Regions from separate parts of the Lactuca sativa genome. Here region 2 is linked to region 1. A link is a contact called in public Hi-C data. All regions are on one chromosome and are shown on one strand. The core of a region is the stretch at or near the end of the contact, and the rest is flanking DNA. Distances in the headings are between cores, read along the strand shown. Region 1 holds the start of LOC111918109 (tobamovirus multiplication protein 3). Region 2 holds the start of LOC111918128 (zinc finger CCCH domain-containing protein 17).

Evidence for each region. Hi-C and Micro-C count contacts between places; a contact is called where the count stands out from the background.
Region 2: a contact with region 1 is called in a Hi-C map of seed, with 4 times the contacts expected there. The contact joins the promoter of LOC111918128 here to the promoter of LOC111918109 in region 1. A contact is called at or near these places in 2 of 4 Hi-C or Micro-C datasets (bud and seed).

Annotation. Positions count from the first base shown.
Region 1 is chr8:46,054,049-46,059,633 of Lsat_Salinas_v11, forward strand. It overlaps LOC111918109 (tobamovirus multiplication protein 3), which reads left to right and starts at 2,753. Exons shown (of 11, transcript XM_023913776.2): 1 at 2,753-3,132; 2 at 3,411-3,501; 3 at 3,586-3,638; 4 at 3,749-3,841; 5 at 3,931-4,002; 6 at 4,137-4,209; 7 at 4,307-4,352; 8 at 4,463-4,526; 9 at 4,623-4,676; 10 at 4,838-4,915; 11 at 5,146-5,540. The coding sequence starts at 2,971. The coding sequence ends at 5,238.
Region 2 is chr8:46,207,699-46,213,283 of Lsat_Salinas_v11, forward strand. It overlaps LOC111918128 (zinc finger CCCH domain-containing protein 17), which reads left to right and starts at 2,321. Exons shown (of 3, transcript XM_023913797.2): 1 at 2,321-2,842; 2 at 3,528-3,638; 3 at 3,717-5,552. The coding sequence starts at 2,672. The coding sequence ends at 5,306.

The DNA.
Region 1 (5,585 bases), core at 1,503-4,002:
AATAAGGTATTTCAAACGTGACATTTTTCATCTTATAGGAAAAACTTATACAGTCACCACACCAAATCGAAATAGTCTAGTCATCTTCTGTGCAACATCAAGAGTATTATCTTTTAAAACTTAGAAAAACATCATGATTCCTTGATAGCAAACATAGCATCTGGTTACCATGGCAATAAAGAAATGGGCCAGATCTAGCATATACGTGGCCTCTATACACATGAAGGATCGCCAAAAGAAGTAGCGGCATAATTTAAAAAAAGAGCTTTTGCTCATTTCTTAGATAAAACTAGCCGAAAACTACAAAGGTAAAGGCAACTTACTAAAGGCTAAAAAAAAAACAAGAATTACTGTTCTAATTTTCGACTTTCTACCTAACTTGCAGCTACTTATGGGCTTTATATGGGCTAATGGAGGAATTTTGTAAAGGAATTAAGTGGACTCTCAAGCTTTGGGCTAAATTCAAACATAAATTTGGGCTTCTTAGTTAGTGAGTCTGATTTATGTGATATACACATTCAATATAATTGGATTATTTTCTAATTTTGGGCATTAATTAAAATTTTGCAGTTTAACCATTCAAAATAACATTTTTTATGATTTAATCATGTAGAACTTTCAAAACTACTGTCACAAGTTACAAAGAGCTTTCCGGTAACTTTGTTAACCCATGGAGGTGTTGAACTGTTTAAACCATTATAATTTTGCATTTATTGGTTTAATTTAACCAACCAAATGGTTTTTTTTATATAGTATAAACACAAAAACTTTGGATTTTTATTTATTTATTTATAAATAAAATAACCATCTTAAGTTCTTAACTGGAGTACAAACGGGGTTTTACGTTATTGTTGATATGACGTATCATTTTCTTACATTCTTAGTGGAAGATATGTGAAAGTTATTGTAATATCATTTTCTCATTAAATATAATACAATCTTTATTCTGAAAAGAACGAATTAAAACTAATTTCAAAGAAAAAGCAAGTGGAGTTACGTATATTTTATAACTAATTCATATAGTTTATGTAAAACAATTTAATCATATAGTTTGCACAAACTTTAGATGTGATCAACAAGTATTATCGATTTCACACCTCAACCGAGATAACTGATTCTACACCTCAGTGGTAGGACGTCATCGCAGATGCTTTACTGTGATTTATAATTTCTTCGTAAGATTCTGAGAATTAAAATATCTAAAGTAACAAAAAAAAAAAAAAAACAATGCATTCCAAATTTTTTTTATTGTAAAGAGGTAGAAGACATGCTACATGTCGACAATGATGCATCCATTTAAGAAAGAGCTAACAATTTTACATAATAGACCTCCACCATGAGCATAACAAACCGATAACGAGATTTTAAAAGGAAGTTTGGAAATGAGGTGAAATCTTGATAAATCAAAGAAGTTTACAATTGACTCTACCAAACTATATACAAAATATTTTCAAAATCACCACGTTGGTTTTATCTCTAGTTTTTCTCATTTTAACAAATTTATCTTGTAAATGGTTTAATAATGTTTTACTTTTTTAATCCTAGTGAATATATTCCACAATAATTTTTGTATTATCGTATTAAACTACCATATCAACAAGATACACCAAAAACCTAATTATATTTAACAAAATGACTTAAATATAATCACCTTTCACATATAACGAACGTATGTATATTGTATAACCAAAAAAGAAAACTACGACTTAAATATAACAAATTTAAACTTCGCTAGTTGATAACCTTTTATTATAAAAAAACGGTCGACAAAAGTATGGAAGTTTCAGAAATTCATGGTGTACACGTTGCAAGTGGACCCTTGTATTTCTCTCCTTTCGTCCAGTCCAGACAACTCTCAACTCATTCCAACACATCCTTCACATGTCAATCATTACTTGCAATAAACCTCTTACACTTTCGATTAATTTCCTTTACCACCTTTTACTTTATATACCCCAATATTATATTTAACTATGGTTCAACTTATTTGTCAAAGATTATTCATGTTAAAAACATTAAACAAAATACTAAACCATGGTATTAGTGATTTTACTCTACTCATAAATTACTTGCATAGAAGTTACCATACATGACTTGGGAAATGAAATTTAAATATAAAAAACAGTACTAAAATAATCTTGATTAACAATAGAGGTGTTTGCGTTTTTTATTTTAAAATTATGAGCATCCCAAAAAATAACAATAAATCTATTTTGATTCCATAACAATTAATAACATGCTCTGATTATCGATTCCATGTTTGAACTATCTAAATAATAGCAAAAAAAACTTAGTTAGTTATAATTTAAAACCAGGGAATGTAAACATGTTTCTTTTTGTCACTTTCTTTCCTTATACGATTTCTTTGTCATATGCATTTATTTTCGGACCTTTTTGACGTGTTAATGAACAAAAAGTCATTGAAATTGATCAATTTCAAAAAAGACAATATGTTTTTCAATTATATAAACTGGACCACATAATGTAAATATCAAATTTATTGAATCAACACCAAATCATCTAATGCACTTAGAATTTTTTTTTTCTTTTGATTCGGCAATGTATTGAATTCCCCTTATTTCACCACTTGTATAAATTTTGGGGAACATATGAAATTATGAATAGTAGATGACATTTGGCATGTGTGGAATAGAAAAAGGAGAGGACTAAATCATGCCAATATTAAAAGATGAGGGTTTAATTGTGAAATTAGTTCAAAGATCCGACTTCCAAAATCAAATATTCTTCCCCCTCTCCCCATTACACATTTGCCGGCTTTCCAAAATCCCAAATCCTCCGTCTCCTCCTTTGCTTATAACAAAAAGACAACAAATTTAGTTTATTCTTTTGATTCAAGTTATAATTATAGAAAAGAATCATAATTGTTCCCGTTTGAAAGCTCGTTCTCGTTCTAGAAAGAATTCGCCGGCCGGTGGTCCAATCCGTCGCCGAGTTACCGTATCTCCGGCAATGGGTAGGGCTTTACTCGGCTCGTTTAATGATACATCGGTGATGTATACCCTAAAGGACGCGTATAGTTGGTGGGATGAATTAAACGATTCCCCAATTTGGCAGGATTTGATTTTTCACGTCCTTGCTGCTCTCTATGGCGTCGTCACCCTTGTTGCTCTTGTGAGTTTGCAATTAGTTTCAATTCTGAATCTTCATTGATCCAGGACTTTGATTTCGATGATTTATGTTTATGGGTTTTTGTTTGTAGCTTGTTTATGTGCTTATGTTCCTCATAAATTGTGCTATTAAGATGTAAGACGTCGGATTATCAGTCATCTATGTATTGGAAGATTTGATTTTCTGATTGCTAGTTCTTGAATCCGAACCTAAACATATTACTTTCAACTACAAGATTTATATTGTGATTGATAATTATATGTGATTTCCAACTGTTGCAGGTTCAATTGATCAGAATTCAATTAAGAGTTCCAGAGTATGGTTGGACCACCCAGAAAGTCTTCCATTTTCTCAATGTTTTAGTTAATGGAGGTCTGTATTTTTCTATCAAAAAGCATACTTTATAAACCTATCATTAAATTCTAATTATAAATGTTTTACTGATTGCTATTGCAGTTAGATGTTTAATCTTTTTGTTCCATAGGGATGTTCTACAGTTAAAACCAGAGGTTAGGAACATTCTGATAGTTCATCGTCTATGTACTTCTGTTTTCTTGATTTCTCTAACAAATATTGATCCTTTAGATTCATATATTGTTTATTTTATTTTTTTTCCCAGATTGTTCAACATATATTGCTTGATGTGCCAAGCCTTGCATTTTTCACTACCTATGCTCTCTTAGTTTTGTTTTGGGCAGAAATTTACTATCAGGTTTATTTTTATAGATTTATTTTTTAAGTGTAATTGTGATATTAAAAATTGTAGTTTGTTCATGTTACAATGCTATGCATGTATGACAGGCTCGAGCAGTTTCAACTGATGGTTTGAGGCCGACTTTCTTTATAATTAATGGGATCATTTATGCAATTCAGGTAAAGATTATTCTTTATATTTTTTGAAAATTGAGAAACGATGTTGCTTATTTAAACAATTTTTTCATGATGAGGTAGCTTTTGTATGATGTTAGTGTATAAAGATGTTAACCAGTTTTATAACATGTTAACAGATGGTTTTATGGCTAATAATTTGGTGGAAGCCTATCTCTCTTTTTGTGATCCTCTCCAAGATGTTTTTTGCAGGTTTTCCTAAGTTTATATAATCTACTATTTGAATAATTATATTTTTTGAAAAAAAAAATAATTATCATTAGACTCACCTAAGTATTTTCTTTTCCAGTGGTGTCCTTGTTTGCAGCATTGGGGTTTCTTCTTTATGGAGGAAGGTACATTGAATACTTTTTACTAAATTCCCAATTTGCCCATAGTTGTGTATATGAGTTTTTAAAACTTTGGTGTGAATGGATTTCTTGAAGACCTCTTTACTTTTTTGCAGACTCTTTTCAATGTTGCAACATTTCCCTGTAGAATCAAAAGGCCGGCGAAAGAAGTTACATGAGGTATATAAACTTTTTTTAGTTTAGAACAGTTCCTATAGAAACATCATTTAAACAGAAGGGTAAAATGGTCATTTCCTCACTGTTTGTTTTATGCAGGTTGGCTATGTTACAGCAATCTGCTTTGTGTGTTTCCTTGTAAGATGTATCATGGTGAGTTCACTTTTTTTCATTTATGTGATGATTGGCCTTCAACATATTATGAAGTCATCAAAAGTTTATTTTCAAAACACAATTTTTAAATCTTTTTGGTGTTTTTATATAAGTTCATCTAGTTTTCTAATTATGTTCTTCTCTTGTGATTGTGATGTTAGATGTGCTTTAATGCATTCGATGATGCTGCTAACCTTGATTTGTTGGATCATCCGGTTCTCAACTTCATATACTACTTGGTAAGAAAAACTTTGTAGGGCTACTTTGATTATCAGGAGGACATTTATGTCTTTTTGCACATATGAGAAATTGAGATCGAGTCTTTGTTCCACCTTTTTTGTGTGGGTCAAAAAAATCTTACTTTTTGTTCGTTTGACATCGGTCACAATCACAGTCAGTTGTTCAATCTGTCAGTCACAGTTACAGTCAGTTCAATCTAATAATTATTTTACCATTTTCTTTGGAATAGTTGGTGGAAATATTACCATCGTCTCTAGTTCTCATAATTTTGAGGAAGTTGCCACCTAAGCAATCCATCATGCCATATCACCCTATTCGTTGAGAACAAGGGTAAAATTGACAATTTAGGAGCTGATCTCTAGAAAACGAAGCACATGAAGGAGTTGGTTTTTCTACTCAGTGATCATTTAAGGAAACTAGGAACAAGTGTAGAAGCCAAGCAAATGGTGTTAGAAAGACTTTGGAAGCTTTGGGTTGTGAAATGTATATTTGTTGTATTGATTTGTATTTGTTTGTGTCTTCTTAATGATACTATAGTTTACAACCCAATTGAAAGCAAATGGGATACAAAACTTGATGTTTATAGAAGACAAAATTCATTTAAAAAGGTGTGGTTTGATGTAAGGTGTAGATGGTTTCGTTTTAGGACATAAGGAGGGGATTGATAAC
Region 2 (5,585 bases), core at 1,071-3,570, 150 kb after region 1:
TAGTTTGGGGGTGTGACATCTGATCTTGAATAATACTTTTGAAACAATGGTTTTGTAAACACTTTACGGATGAAATGGGTTGTTTTTTGAAAATTTTAAATTTCTATGATTTTTGGGTTGTTACACCATTCCTCCTTATTAACTGCTTATTCGTTAAAGACCTCACGTCCAAACTCACCTTTAGATCCAAATTATCATACTAAGTTAAGTGGTACAAAAAGTAAAACACTAAGTTAATATCCAACCAAAACATCATAACTCTTGCATAGAGGGGATAAAAGGACCAAGATCACATTTTTATGGTTCTTAGCACCTACAAACATATGAAAGGACAACTCTTATGGCTTAGAGTAAGCCATACTCATGAACACCAAGACTATGGAACCAAAACACATAAAACTTATGAACTAGAAAGATCCAAAGAGAGTATTCATCAAGTTTCTAACTTTATACCATCTGGAGGTTGCTTGCAAGGTGGAAGTTCCAGATCTACAATTTCTTGAAGCTTCCAAGATGATCCCACCACCTTCTTCTTCCTTCATGAACACCAAAACACACTCTCAAGCTCAAAAAAACTCACACAACGGTTTAGGGTTAGCAATGGATGATTTGGGAGATCGAGGTTGATGAAGGAAAGGGTTTTTAGGGGACAAGGATGTTTAAATAGTGCTCAAACCCTAAAAATTAGGGTTTGCTCATTTGTTACATACGTCTATCATACTCGTGAGTGCGCCCAACATATTTACATGAATGCACGACTTTCTTTAAACGAGCCACGCTATGCGTACGCCCCAAGTACGCATGATGTAAGGAACTAACTTGCAACATAATTTTACTTTGGTCGAAAATGGAATCACCTGACTTCTGGGCGTTACAAAATAAAACTTGGATAAAATAGTAATTTAGTTATCATTTTGTATTTGATACATATTAAGACAAAAAATGACCTAAAAGTGTAATATAGCTCTCATCTTGCAGACTATTAGTCTTTTTTTTTTGGTGTAAAATAAGCCCTTAAACTTATTGTTTTTGTACACTTTCAGTCATTATGACCTACTACTTTAGGTTAAGTTCTCGGTTTCTACATATTTACTCCTTAATCTTTTTTTTTTTTTTTTTTTTGTAAAATAAGTCCTTGTTGTTTTTGTGCATATTCGATCCTTATAATGAGTTTTTTTTAGGTTTTGCTCACATAACATCCTACATGGGACAATAATAATGAGGTGTTCTCATACGTGATTCGTCTAAACACTGGAATCATGTATTACTTGTCTTGGTTTTGGTAATAGCATTGTACTATTGATATTAGTAACTATGATATTAAAGTACCAACTATATTTAATACCAATACAAATTTCATTCAATAACAATACCAACTACATTACATTAGGTGAAGAAAATGCATTAACAATAATGATTTCAATTGTTGGAAATAGTGTCCACATTCATCACAGTTGGTTATACTATTAATAAATAATAACATTTTGGTTATACTTTTAGTAGCTCCAAACTCATCTTCAAAATTTGGGGCCAATTTGAAGAGAATAACAAAACCCATTTCTAGAAAATGGTTAAAATCTACAACCAAGAAATCAGGGAAGACCCTAAACATTTTTTCCAAGGTGTTATTTTGTCTTGGAAGTTCCAATTCGATTTGGGAGAAAACAATTATAAAGAATATCATTGTCTGCTATTGAAATAGATGAAACCAAAGTCGAAGACATCTTCTTCTTGGAGAAAACTAGGGCACTATCATTATTTGACCGATTCGTGAATTAGGTGATTGATTTAAGTAAGGTAAAAGTCATGTATGAGAACATCTCATTAATTATCGTCATACATAAGATGTGACGTAAACAAAACTTAAAGAAAACCAATCATAATGAATGAATGTATAACAAACAATAATGACTTATTTTTGCCAAAAAAAATATTAATAACTAAATATGTAAAAAATGAGAACTTAACCTAGAGTAGTCGGTCATAAGGATTAAATATGTACAAAACAACAAGTTATAAGATTTATTTTACAAGAAAAAGACAATAAGTAGTAAACATGTACAAAGTAAAAAAATATATTACCCTTATAGATCATTTTCCTATATTAAAACTATAAAAATAGAATATAGGTCATACCTTCCTATATTAAAACTATAAAAATAGAATTTTTGAAATCAAATGTACAAAATAAGAAGTCATTTTCCTATATTAAAACTATAAAAAGAGAATAAGATAGACAAATTTTGAAATTTTGTAAATTTCACATCACCCGTTTAGACATGACTCTATGAGCCCTTTAAATTGTTACCTATGGTTTCATACAAGGATCATGGTCCGCACTTAAGGCTCAGGCTCTGGTGCATTCTGTTACAATTTGGCTTAAAGCCTCTCTCCAGGTCTGGTTCTTTGTCTCTACCCTCAGCCCTCACTTGCAGGGCTTCACCTCGTTTTCTCTCTCAATCCTCCTCTACTTAGGCGGCTTCCTTTCGTTCTTCCTCTCGTTAACAGATTGAATGTTAGATCAATTCATGTTCCACCATATCTTGTTTCCATATCTTCAACAGGGGTGTTGAGCCGCCTCACAAACCCTAGATCCAACCTTCCATACATACCATCCGTATTCTTTTTGGATTTTACAGGGTTTCCTTCGTTTACCCTTCGAACCCCAACCATGGTTGGTGGTACCCTTCAACAACAACAACCACCGCAAGCTTCTCAATTGGCTCCGCCTCTATCATCATCGTCGACGACTGTTCCTGTAGCTACGACGGAGGAAGAGGAGTTTTTGAAACGAAACACGGATTGTGTTTACTTCCTTGCGTCTCCCCTAACCTGTAAAAAGGTAAAACTTGTTATATAATTCGTTGCTTTTTTGTAATGCATCAAATCTTTGGGTTTTGTTTCTCTCGTTTAACGATCTTGAGATTGATATAGGCTTTTTCTTGTTTCATTCAATTAATTGGATCTTATTTGAAGACGATATCATCTTCGTGAATCGTAATTTGTGTAATTTTCTTTATGCTTTTTGTTGCCCCCTCTGTCCCAAAGCTGAATTAGAGTTCACTTATGAATTTCGACTACTTTATATTCGGAATTGATATAAATACCTTTAGATTATTGCTCCAAAATGTTGGGATTGTGATACCTTTTGTATCTTTGTATCGAATCAAGAATTTCTTGTTGATTTAGCGTTCAAATATGGATTATTGGATGAAGGAAACATGCAATTTCTGATACGTATTACGTGGTTTGTTTCAACTTCGATGAGCTTTCCTTTTTACTCAAAAGTGGGACAATATGAATTAGGGTTTCACTTGTTTGTGTGTTCTCTTTCTAACTGTAGAAATTTTAAATCTTTAAATGTTTTGGTCATTGGTTCTTGAGAAATTTATACCTTTCTATTACAAATTCAAACACATATGCCTCTAAAGAATCTTGAACTCATAACCTAATTTAGTTTCTCATATTTTCTCATTTTATGTATTATTATATTATCTAAATAATTTATTCCTTTTGTTATATAACAGGGAAGTGAGTGTGAGTATCGCCATAGTGACATTGCACGGGTGAACCCTAGGGATTGCTGGTACTGGTTAAATGGGAATTGCTTAAATCCAAAGTGTGCTTTTCGTCATCCTGTAAGTATTTATTATTAGTCTCATTAATTGTTTTATAAAAAGTTGGAATTTATTTATTTATTTATTTTATGTTTTCAGCCTCTTGATGGATTATTGGGAGCTGAAGTTCCCCCTCCTGTGGGACCTACTCTACCTCAGGCTCAAACACCTTCATACCCTATGTCCAAACAAGGTGTTCCTTGCATTTTCTTCCAAAAAGGCTTCTGTTTGAAAGGACATTTATGCCCTTTCTTGCATGGCCCACCAAACATATCCAACAACAAAACCATGCCACCTGTCCCTTCTAATAATCTCACAAACCCTTCCAAGATACCTTCTGAGAAACCCATTCAAGAACAGAAACTTGTGCAACAAGAAACTGAGTTCCCACCTCCAAAGATGAAACAAAACCCTACTCCAGCGAGAAACGGCGGTGGCAGTGGTGGTGGGGTGGAGAAGAAGGTGGTGGCGGTGGTTGAGGAGCCTAGGTACAGACCGGCGAATGTTGTTGTGAATGAATTCCCGGTCAACAGGTCAAACCATGGAGTCTATGAGACTCATGTTTTGGATAATGAGGGTATAAATGGAAAAGATGTTGAAGAATATTCAAGAGAACCTACTCCTGGTTTTGATGTTCTTGTGGACAATGAGGTTGGAGATTCTGAATACTATCCTAATGATTTTGAAATGGGTCGACCCGTTGACTATGATGTTGACCAAGATATATATGGGGAACAACGTGAAGGGTATGCATGGGAGGATCATAGAGAATCTTCTGAGAGAATCTTGGGTGGGGCCCATAATTTTGGAAGGAAGCGGTACCCTAGAGATGAAAGTCCCGAACAGTTTGACAAGTCAGACTTACGCCACCAAATTTCAAATCAAAGAAGGGGCAATTTCGGTAATTTCGATAATGTCGGTAATGTTGCTAATGTCGGTGGTTTGAGGTCGGTTATCAGCCGTGAACACCCCCGTGATAACCACATTGACAGAATGCCAAGGCGGGACCACCACCACCATGACCGCCTCCACGACCGCCATAACAACCACAACCACCACCGCATGGAGCCTGTCTCCATTAGCAGCCGGCTTAGAGGAAGAATAAAGATTCCTGAAAACGGGTCAAGGGTAGAAAGGGAAGTTGACATGGGTAGGCACAAACGGTCAAGATACTCTCCTAGGCTGCCACATGGCAGATTTAGAGACAGAATAAACGAGGGAAGAGACTATAGGGGCCCACGTAATGATAGTGAGTTTATGAGAAGATCACAAAAAGATGATGGTCAAAGTCAAAGTCAAAGTCAAAGTCAGGGAAAGAGGAAATACAGTCAACAAGTGGAAGAAGGTTTATCGTTTGAAGGGCCAAAGCCTCTGAGTGAGATTTTGAAGAGGAAAAGAGGAGGATCTGTGAATAATGAAGAAAATAATAACTTGAAAGAAAATAATGGAAATAATGAAAATGGAAGAAAAGAAGTGATTCAGCCTCTAAGTAGTGTGGTTCATGTAATTGTGAACAATGATGAAGATGCATTGTTGGATGAGGAGCTTGAAGCTTATGATCATAAAGATGGAGATTATGATTATGAGCAGATTGATGGAGAAGAAGAGTATAACTTGGAAGAAGGTGAGGAATACATGGAGGAAGAAGAAGAAGAAGGTGGAAAGAAAGAGAGTCAAGTGTATTCTTAGATGTTAAAAAAGACTTTTCACATGTCTTTGGTTTTGAATGTTTGTTGGTTTTAAGTTAAAATTAAAGCAAAACTTTCTGATTGTAGCTTGTAGAAGAAGTAGAGGATGAATGATGATGATTCTAAAAACTGATTTTTTTTTCTTTGGAGTTTTTAGTTTGTATCTAACTTTTCATGGAGAAATTCCTCCTGATGCTTCAGCACTTGTTAAGATCTTAGTATTCTATTCAAATTGATACGTTCATGATATTGTTGCCAAGAGTAAACTATGTTGCTATGC